Linked DNA regions of Danio rerio: region 2 is linked to region 1. The links are chromatin contacts, called in public Hi-C maps. All regions are on one chromosome and are shown on one strand. Each heading gives the region's core, a stretch centred on a gene start, on an enhancer-like site or on the middle of the called end of the contact. The rest is flanking DNA. Distances are from core to core; before and after follow the strand shown.

Evidence for each region. A called contact is a pair of places that touch in the nucleus more often than the background predicts.
Region 2: a Hi-C map of embryo shows a contact between it and region 1, with 2.5 times the contacts expected there. The contact joins the promoter of msrb3 here to the promoter of helb in region 1. A contact is called at or near these places in 2 of 18 Hi-C or Micro-C datasets (both in embryo).

The regions. Positions count from the first base shown.
Region 1 is chr4:13,353,758-13,358,734 of GRCz12tu, reverse strand. helb (helicase (DNA) B) reads left to right here and starts at 2,648. Exons shown (of 14, transcript XM_068220753.1): 1 at 2,648-2,937; 2 at 4,404-4,562; 3 at 4,651-4,757. irak3 (interleukin-1 receptor-associated kinase 3) reads left to right here. Exons shown (of 13, transcript XM_017355295.4): 12 at 749-1,175; 13 at 1,319-2,039. The coding sequence ends at 1,449.
Region 2 is chr4:13,487,555-13,492,531 of GRCz12tu, reverse strand. It overlaps msrb3 (methionine sulfoxide reductase B3), which reads left to right and starts at 2,914. Exons shown (of 6, transcript NM_001320380.1): 1 at 2,914-3,044. The coding sequence starts at 2,966.

The DNA.
Region 1 (4,977 bases), core at 1,399-3,898:
ATATATATATATATATATATATATATATATATATATATATATATATATATATATATATATTTATATATATATATATATATTTTTTTTTTTATAGTCAATTTCTTTACCCAATGGTTGGGTTTATCAATATTTTATCCAAGTTTGGGTTGAAATAACAATATTTTTTGTCTGTGCACATTTTATTATACAAAATATTGTGATTATTTATTTTTCCTGGCTATTGACAGTATGTTATGACTTATAGAGTGATAAAGAAAAATTCAGCAAAACCCCAAAGATATAAAAATGTTTGACTCGTAAATACAAAAAAATTGCACAAATCAACAAAACTATGTGCCATGATCAGTGTTTTGTGCGTGCTTTCATTGTAACAGCCGAACATACTCTTTTAATCGAACTTTGATTGGTAAATATCCTCCATTTTATATTTATTTACTTTATTTACTTAATTTTTATTTAATTTTTAATTTTCTACTTTATTGTTTGGGTTAATATGTTTAGGCAATTTCATTTCCTTTGTACTTGTAGTTGTACTACACTTGTACTATATATAAACAATACAATATGCTTCAAACACTAAGAAATTAGCACACATTTAATAAAATAATGCCTAATTTACTTACTTAAACATCATAAAACAAAAGTTTACAAATCTTTATAAAATCAATCAATTAATAAAGTATGATAATAACTATTAGTTACATGTTTTACCCTATTTACCCGCTGTCTTACCTTAACTTTTTTCCAGGTGCTTCAGAGACTAATCCCTCTTCATCCCTTGCCTGCATTCTCCGAGGACCAACCTCACACTCTGGATGACACCATCCCTCCTCAGCGACCATACAAAAGCTTTCCTATTGAAGACGATGAAATGCACAGCCAGCTGGAGGAACTGCATTCTCCAAGAGTTTCCAAACCGGCAGATCCATGTGAATGCAGCCAGTCTGAAGTCACTTTCTTGAGTAATGAAGATCGCAGCTTCCTTAGAGATTGTCATCAGGAAAGTGACCAAAGGGTGTCATCATCAGAAAGTGTGCATTCAGACTCTGCAGCTCGTCTGGATTTGTATGGCAGTTGGCCGGTGGAGTGCAGCTGTAGCACTGAAACCGAAGCGCAGGCTTGTGCCGACTGCTGCGCTAATGGATTCAGTCAGTCGGTTGTATATGTCACTATAGGTATGTATGTTGGGTACTATGTTATCACTTTAGTCTATAAGGACTTTTTTTGTTTTTTGGAAAGTGTTGAGGCTCATTGTCAGTGCAAAGTAATTTAGATCCAGTCAAGCTCAGAATTAATAGCCAACATTTTTCATTTTCAGATGATGATAATGCCTTGCCTGCTCCGAATGATGCCAGGAATCCGGCAAAAGAAAAAATGAAGAATAAAATTCACCTGTACAATCAGGGCTTAATAAAAACTGAAGAACTTCTTTCACTTCAGTCAGAGTGATTCACCTGGATCAGATGGATATTTATAAAGATTTAATACTGGAGCAGTTCTATTAATTTTGTTGTTGTTACTGTTGTCGATTGTCCTGTATTAAATATTTTATATGTATCTGCTTTTAAAGTAAAGCTGTATTTAATATAAAACCTGATGTATAAAGCAGAAATGTAAGGTCACTTTACTAAAAGGTTTAATTTAATGTAATCTAACTATATTTAACATAAACTGTAATGTAATGTGTATTTATACAGTGCATTTACCGGGGGGAGAGGGGGGGGGTCTCCATACCACCACCAGTGTGCAGCATCTACTTGGAGGATGTGACGGCAGCCACAGGACAGTGCGCTCACCCAACACTAGCTATAAGGGGAATGACTATAGGGATGTAGCTATAGGAAACGAACAATGATAAATATGTTTACATTTTCATTGTTTTTAAACGTTACAAAAATTGATAAATGCTTTAAAAATGATTGCTAATGATCTGCTATTAACTAATTGTAAGCATTCCCTATATAAATGAAAAAAATGAAAAAAATTAAGAATAAAAAATGACCTGTGCAATCAGGGGTTATTAAAAACTGAAGAACTTATTTCACTTTAGTCATTTTTATGTGGCTCTCTAAACTTTTGTCAGCTTATATGGATTGACCTCCCTGAATATATTTTCATTAATATGATTGAAGGTTTTTATTTATGTTATTATTACTACTTATTTTTAATTTAGGCTGCTTGGATGTAAATGTTATTTTATGTTGTATATAATGTTGTCATTTTAGGGTTTTAGTCACTTAGTTTCAGCATTTACGAATTCATTATTTAAATCCATAGTGGCTATTTGTTAAAAGTAACGCACAATGAACAATGATTTGTTTTACTAACGTCAGCAACATTCATAAATGCTGTTAAAGTAAATGAGGCATCCAAAAATGAACGCTGCTCACTGTTGTTGTTAGCTAATGAATTATACACAAATATATTTAACAGAAACTTACAACTACTGTCATTTTAGGACGGTGGCCGGCATTTTCATTCATTCATTCATTCATTCATTCATTCATTCATTCATTCATTCATTCATTTATTCAACCATTTTCTTCATTCAATCATTTATTTATTTTATTATTTAACGCGTTTGTGTATGTTTAACAGGAAGCAGTAATAAACAGACTTTTATTTTGGCGTGATGTGATTGGCTGTTGTATGCAGTGTTTACAGTCATGAGTCATGTGTTGGACCGCGAAATGCAGATAACTTCAAACTGACTTTTATCAGTCAACATGGCGCTTCAAAGTCCCATTGCGGGATTAAAAACCATAACTGGTTACATTTTACCAGAAGAACAAGCTGTCCAGCCAAACAAAGACGATGGTTTAGAAAGTGAAGATGAAGAGGAGGAAGGACAGCCTGAATTTCTGGACATGAAGGAGATGAACTCGGTGTCATCTGGGGGAAACATGTTCAAATCTTTAGTGCCAACATCAAAAGAAGGTAAAACTACTTATTTATTACCTTTACCTAAGTATAGACAAACATGTTTACAGTTCACATTGCTACATGTAACATTTAACGTTACTTTGTTTACTGTAAGTAACAAAGTAACTAACGTGAAGAAATAAAGTATTCACGCTAACTTACACCCCTTTTGAAATTATAAGGGAAATATACCAGAGAAGGTGTAAAAATATTTATAATTTACGCTTTCACACAAAAGTCTGTTTACATTCAAGTTAAACAAGTGACGTTTACTGTTTACCCTGATATGACTAACAAAATCAGCCTGTTTACGGTATAACAAGTAAATCGTATTTACACTTTACAGTTTTAAAAGTTGAAAAGTTAGACTATTGACAGTTTACAAAAATATATTATTTTATTTTAAAAATGTTATCTTATTCTAAATTAATATAATAAAAAATGTAACAATGTATTTAATAACACAATAATTTTCTATTCACATTAATAGAAGTTCCAAAGTCCCCACCTTTTTATACTGTTACCATCATCCTATTTGCATTTGACATAATTTTAACCTATTATTGGTTAGTATGTTTACGCATTCAATTGTTACACATTCATGCATGTTTACATTATAACATAAAAGTATTTAGAACTATTATAACAAACTATGCAATAAGTATTTAAGTATTTTTAGTTACTTCTGTGATTTTTTTTCAACTGGATTGTATATTTTATATATAACTATATTTTTATATATTTATGAAATTACAAAAGCTTATTTATTAGGTGTTTAACGTGTTTTTTTATGTTCTTGCTGAGTTTTTAATGTAATTTCGTTCTGCATTACTATCTATTGTGATGTTTTGAATGACAAAAATAAAGGAAACTGAACTGAAAACTGAACATATTTGCAATATACAGCATCACACTCTTTACATGTTATACCTGTAAGTAAAACATACATAAAAATAATGTACATTTACATTGTTATGAGTTAAAAAGTCAGTTTGTTAACACATAAGTAAAAATATTCATATATACAGTCTGAATTCTATCATTCTATGAATTCTATCTACAGTCTGTCTCCTACATATCTACATACTTGTCTTGCATACCATACTGTTCATAATTGCATATAATAATTATAATAATACATTTAGTTTGAAAGCACCTTTCAAGAAACCCATGGTCACTGTACAACATACATATACAATTCTACAAAAAAACAAAAAAACAAAAAAAAAAACAGTACAACATAAATAGACAGTATAAAAATAGAGAAGACGATAAAATACAAAGACTTGAATACAAAATGGAGTAATGCAGTTAAACAGAGTATGTTATTTTGAACAGATGAGTTTTAAGTCTAGATTTGAATAGTGTGGGAGAGTCAGTACATCTACTCATATCTACAAGTAAAAGCTTTTCAGAGTTGACGCTTTCAAAGGTACTACTTTGTTTATAACGGTTATTTCATGCATTTTCTTCTTTTACAGTGTCAATTCTGGTTGGTAAAAAGACATACAAGGTTGAGGGCCGATTCCCCCTCTGTGACCCCTGGTGGGAAGTAACCTGTACAATTCGCCTAGGCCGACTCAAGGCATTTGTTAAAGGCTACCCTTTCTATCGACTCCGCACTCATCTGAAATCAGAGGGTCGGTCACTCTTGTCTCTTTTTCTCACCGCATGTAAGGCACAAGCTGATCATGTTAAAATGTTTATGGACTGGTTGCCCACTGACAGACGTGTGGAGCTTGTTAATGTGCTGGACGTCCTGCAGGAGTTTGAAGATTCCTCACTTGAGCATGAAGCTGTGGCTCAACAGCTCAAGTCAAGTGTCAATTGTTCAGGTGAGAAAATGTGTAGCATGTTTATCCATATAATATATACATGACACGTAAAATGCATCTCAAAGTTAACCCTTATGGATGTGTTTTATTTTTTTAAAATTTTTTTTTCTTATCACTTTGGCTATGTGAACGTAAACAGCATTAATTTTGGCCAAAGGTGCATTTTTATTGGGTTTTGTTTGAACTACAAAACAAAATATATTATCAATAAAATATATAT
Region 2 (4,977 bases), core at 1,665-4,164, 130 kb before region 1:
CTTCTCATTTTGTTTTGTTACAAGTAACTAACTCCCCTCCTTAATTCCAAGGAGCTCTGTTGGGCTATACATAGCTGCATGTGCTGGTTAAAGTATGCCTATATTTAAGCTTTGAATTGTATCATATATTGTGGATGTTTATTTCCCTGAGGATGTTTTTTTTTTAGCTGATGTATTCCATTTAATTATTATTAATTTGTTTTTGTTTTTTTTGGGCCTTTTTTTGTAGTTTTTAGTCCAAGAACGGCATGCACACACACTCTAAAGAAAAAAAGGAGTGCTGTAAATATCTCATTGAATGGTGGTGGTGCTGGTGGTGGTGGTGGTTGAAATCATCTGTATGAAATTGAAATCGTCATAAGCTCTCGTTTGTTTCTTGCCAACAGAATAACTACACTGCTGCATTCAGAGACGCGTGTCATGTGGAGAGACCATTCGATGCCATGTTTCTGAACACTAGTCTTAATTGTCACAGTCTGATTATATTCAAGTATATAATTATTTACTGTTGTTTTTGTTTATATTTTAAAGGTTATGCTTTCCCGTTATAATTGGTGGTGCAGATGGATGTTATTTTTTTTTTCTCCGTTCATCTCCCCGCTATTCATTACTTGGCAATTTTAAACGCCATGCAATTGCTGTTTTTAATCTGTTCCCGACCCTTCTAAATTTCCAAAAGAGACACCTTTTCTTTTCGATGGAAGTTTTTCTTGTACACACTCGTGCGCAGCCTGATCTAATTGTAATTTGTATGGAGACACTCATAAACAGAGCATGTCATGCTGCGTTCATGTCTATTTTGGATCACAAAGATTTATCAGCTTTTGTTTAGATGCAGTTTGGGTTGATATGAGGTAAATAAAATGTACTTGTTTATTACTCATGTTTATTTTCTTCCTTTGTTTCTACGTGAAGCGTTTAGGATTTTGGTTTGTTTAACTGGGTTTTACATTTGTTATATTTGACTTTAAGATGAATGTGAACTATCAGTGGTTTAAAATGTGTATGTAATTGCCAAGCCAGTCTATTTATATTGAAATGGAAGTTTTAATACAACAGCATTAAATTTTAAAGTTAAGAATCTCCGATATAGTTCATAAGGTTGTACTGCAGCATCAGCGGAACATTTTGTAAGCTATAATCTATATCTTAATAAGTCTGATAAGATTTTATACAGTTGAAGTTAGAATTGTTACCCCCTGAATTATTAGCCCCCCTGTTTATTTATTTATTTAGTTTTTAATTAGTTTAACAGAGATAGTTTAACACATTTCTAAACATATTAGTTTTAATAACTCCTTTCTATAAACTTATTTATTAAATCTTTGCCATGATGACAGTAAATAATATTTGAGGATGTTTTTAAGACCCTTCTATACAGCTTAAAGTCACATTTAAAGGCTTGACTTGGTAAAGTTAACTAGGCAAGATAGGGTAATTGTATAACAATGGTTTGTTCGAAAAAATATAGCTTAAAGGAGCTAATAATTCCAACCTTAAAGATGTTTTTTTTTTAAATTTTGTTTTAGAAATAAAACAACTTTCTCCAGAAGAAAAAATATCAGACATACTGTGAAAATTTCCTTGCTCACTTAAACATCATTTGGGAAATATATTTTTAAAAATAAAAATAAATTAAAATTCTGTATGTAAAAATCTTGTATTTCAGATAAAAAAAAAATTATTTATATATATATATATAATATATATATATATATATATATAAAATGTAATTTCACTATGTTGTAACCAGATACTACTTCTAATCATAGAAAAAGTCCAGTATTTTTACAGTTGTAAGCCTGACAATTGCTTTAAATGTCTGCATTATTTACTTTTCTGCCATGTTCCCAGTTTCTAAACTATATTCAAGGTTTAGTATCACTGTTCTTTTAATTAAAGTGCAGATGTTATATGTGCAGTGCTCAGCATTTATAAGTAAACCCCTCACAAATTTTATTTTCAATTCATATTTTTAATAGGAAGATATACAATATTATATGTGTGCATATACATTAGATTAGTCAGTACTAAAGCTAAATCTGGAGCTTATCTTACTAAATAACTTACAATAATGTTCCAAAAACTAGTACATCCAAATGTATATGTTATAGAAAAATATTAAATACAAAAAAGGAGTACAAAAAATAAAGAGAAGCAAAAAAAAAAAAAAAGGACAAATTTAGTTGAAATTTTGAAGGATGTAATTATTATTTGTTGCATGAATTTAACTGCATTATTTTTCAATTGATAAATATGTTTGGTGACTAAAAATATTATTTTAATAAATAAATCTGTTTAGTAAATCTGTTTTGTTTAAATGCACCAAAATACATTGCCTACATTCACTAAGAAAAAAATATATACTCATATTCAAAATGGGGTTTACTCAATTATGCTGAGCACTGTAAAACAACTATTGCTTAACAACAACAAAAAAAAATTCAAAACGAGTTAAAACATATAGTAAAATAAAAACAAAACAGATTCCAATAATATAATTATGCAAAATGTATTTATATTTATTTATTAATAAATGCAAGATTAGAATAATCCACGTTTTTATTAAGAATATAAATGAAGGTTTAGACTGAAAACCTCTGATCTAAGGTCAGTTTTTCCTACATTTCCAAAATAGTATGTGTGTAGTTGGCTGATCCCAGAACAGAAAGTACTGACTGCCTCATCCCAAAGCAGCAAGCAGAATAAGATTGATTCTATGACGTGCTACGTTGATTACCTACACAACATAAGTAAAGATTTAACAAATTAATCAATATTTTGTCATATTCGAATGACGTAACTGAACAACAAAAACCCACAGCCTGCTTCGCGCTGTATAACTATGCGCGCAAATTACGCATTGCTCATATTTGGAGAGCCCCTGCTGCCCGGCGAGAGGAATTTCCCACAATGCACTTGTCATTACCTAAGAAGTACACGGCGGTGAAGCTCTGTTTGACAAATGCGCTGCTCTCCCCGCGGCCCCCCTTTCCTGTATACTCTGCTGTCCTGCTCGGTTATAACGCTATTTCTGCTGTCCGGTACGTATAACTACTTATTACATATGTATGTTGTTTATTACGCACTTTTAAGTGACTTTCATGAAGGCAACAGGGTCTCTATGACTACGCATTGATGTAACTCAAAACCGTTATACTTTGCTGTCATGTTAAGGTAACTTAAGCGTATTTACATGCAACGTTTTGTGCTTTCTACATCTATTTATTCCTCTTATTATGACAAAATACGTAAAGTTTCTCAGTAATTTACTTAGTCGTCTATGGGAGCCATATCAATTACACTGTGTGTATTGAATGTATACCCTCCCACATGTGATGTCATAACAACTTGGTGTTATTACATAACGTTTTTATTTACACCCTTGTATATAAAACAGTAGTAAGCTACTGTGGCACTACTATGTGACAGTGATGTAAACACCTCACACTTAAGTCAGTATAAGTGGAGATTATAAAAATATATTAATATTCTATGTCATGTTTATTTAACTAACCTACATAGTAAAGAACTGGCACATATCTAATGAACTTCTACAAGTCTGCCATGATGATTTGCCATGATAATGTTGACTTGACAACAATCCAGAACTGAAAGTTAGAAATAATTTAGAAAAAAATTCAGTTAGAGGATTTTGTAAAATTTTGGAGAAAGCCAATTGTATCATTAGCACATTTGTCATGAATTTGTTACGTGAGTTAGTATGATTTTACCATGTTTCAACTCATGGCCAACCTTTAATTTAGTATTTTGTTCAAACCAATTAGCATCTTGTTGTTATATTTTGCATGCAGTAATTAGTATGTCATGTTTGTTTAAAAAATATATATTTTGACATCAATAACATAACCAACATGTTTCACTCCATGCTAGCTTGTTTCTGGTATATGTTGCTAGCTTGGAGTAGCCTGCTGTTAGCATGTTTTAGCATGTTTTAATCTGTTGCTAGCTTTTAATACTATGTAAACATGAGTTAGCATTTACCTGCACTCTTTAAACAATTTTTTGGATGAACAACTAGATTATTGCATGATTAGTACATTTTAGAGTGTCGCTAACATTTCTAATTTGTTTTAGCCCATGTTGTAGCATATTGCTACTACGGTTTTTAACAACAATTTGTTTCCAGCATGCTATAGTACAGGTTTTAAGTTGTTTTTAGCTCTAGTTAGAATGTTTAGCTCAATGTTGACATGAAGTAGCATGCTCAAGTCAGCATAATCAGATCAAATTCTTCCATAATGTTTGTCATAATTTAATTATGAATAAATTAAATAATGGCCAGCAAATATTAATTAAATTTTTATTTTTTTAAAATAAGGATTATTATTTAATCCATTTTCCCCCCTAAGCCTGTCTGGGGTAATTTTAGGGTATTGGGGTTTGAATGATTTTAAAATCTTGAAAAAACTCAATAAAGACATGTTATACAGTTTTTATCAATAAAAACAGAAAAAAAAAACTGTAATCGTTGACTTCCTCAGTAAAAAAATAAAAATAAATAATACTATGAAAGTCAATGGTCCAACACTTTTGAGTTTGACTGACAAAAAAACAAAACTCAAACAGGTTTGCTACAAATAGAGGATGAGTAAATGCTGGCAGAAATATTAAGTTTTGAGTAAACTTTTCCTTTCAGAAAGTAAGTGGAGCAGGAATATAGACAAAAAAACAGCCATAAAACAATTTGGGTCATTAGACATTAATTATATTAAAAAAAATTTAATTTTAGTATGTTAAAAGAACATGTTTTTGATTTGTGCTCGAAACATGGCACTTAGATAGCAGATATTATAAAAGTTATAACTATTATTAATAAAGCCTGTATTAATTCTCAAAAATAATAAATGAATAATGGTGGCCTAGTGGGTTGCACAATCACCTTATAGCAAGAAGGTCGCTGGTTCGAGCCCTGGCTGGGTCACTTGGCATTTCTGTGTGAAGTTTGCATGTTCT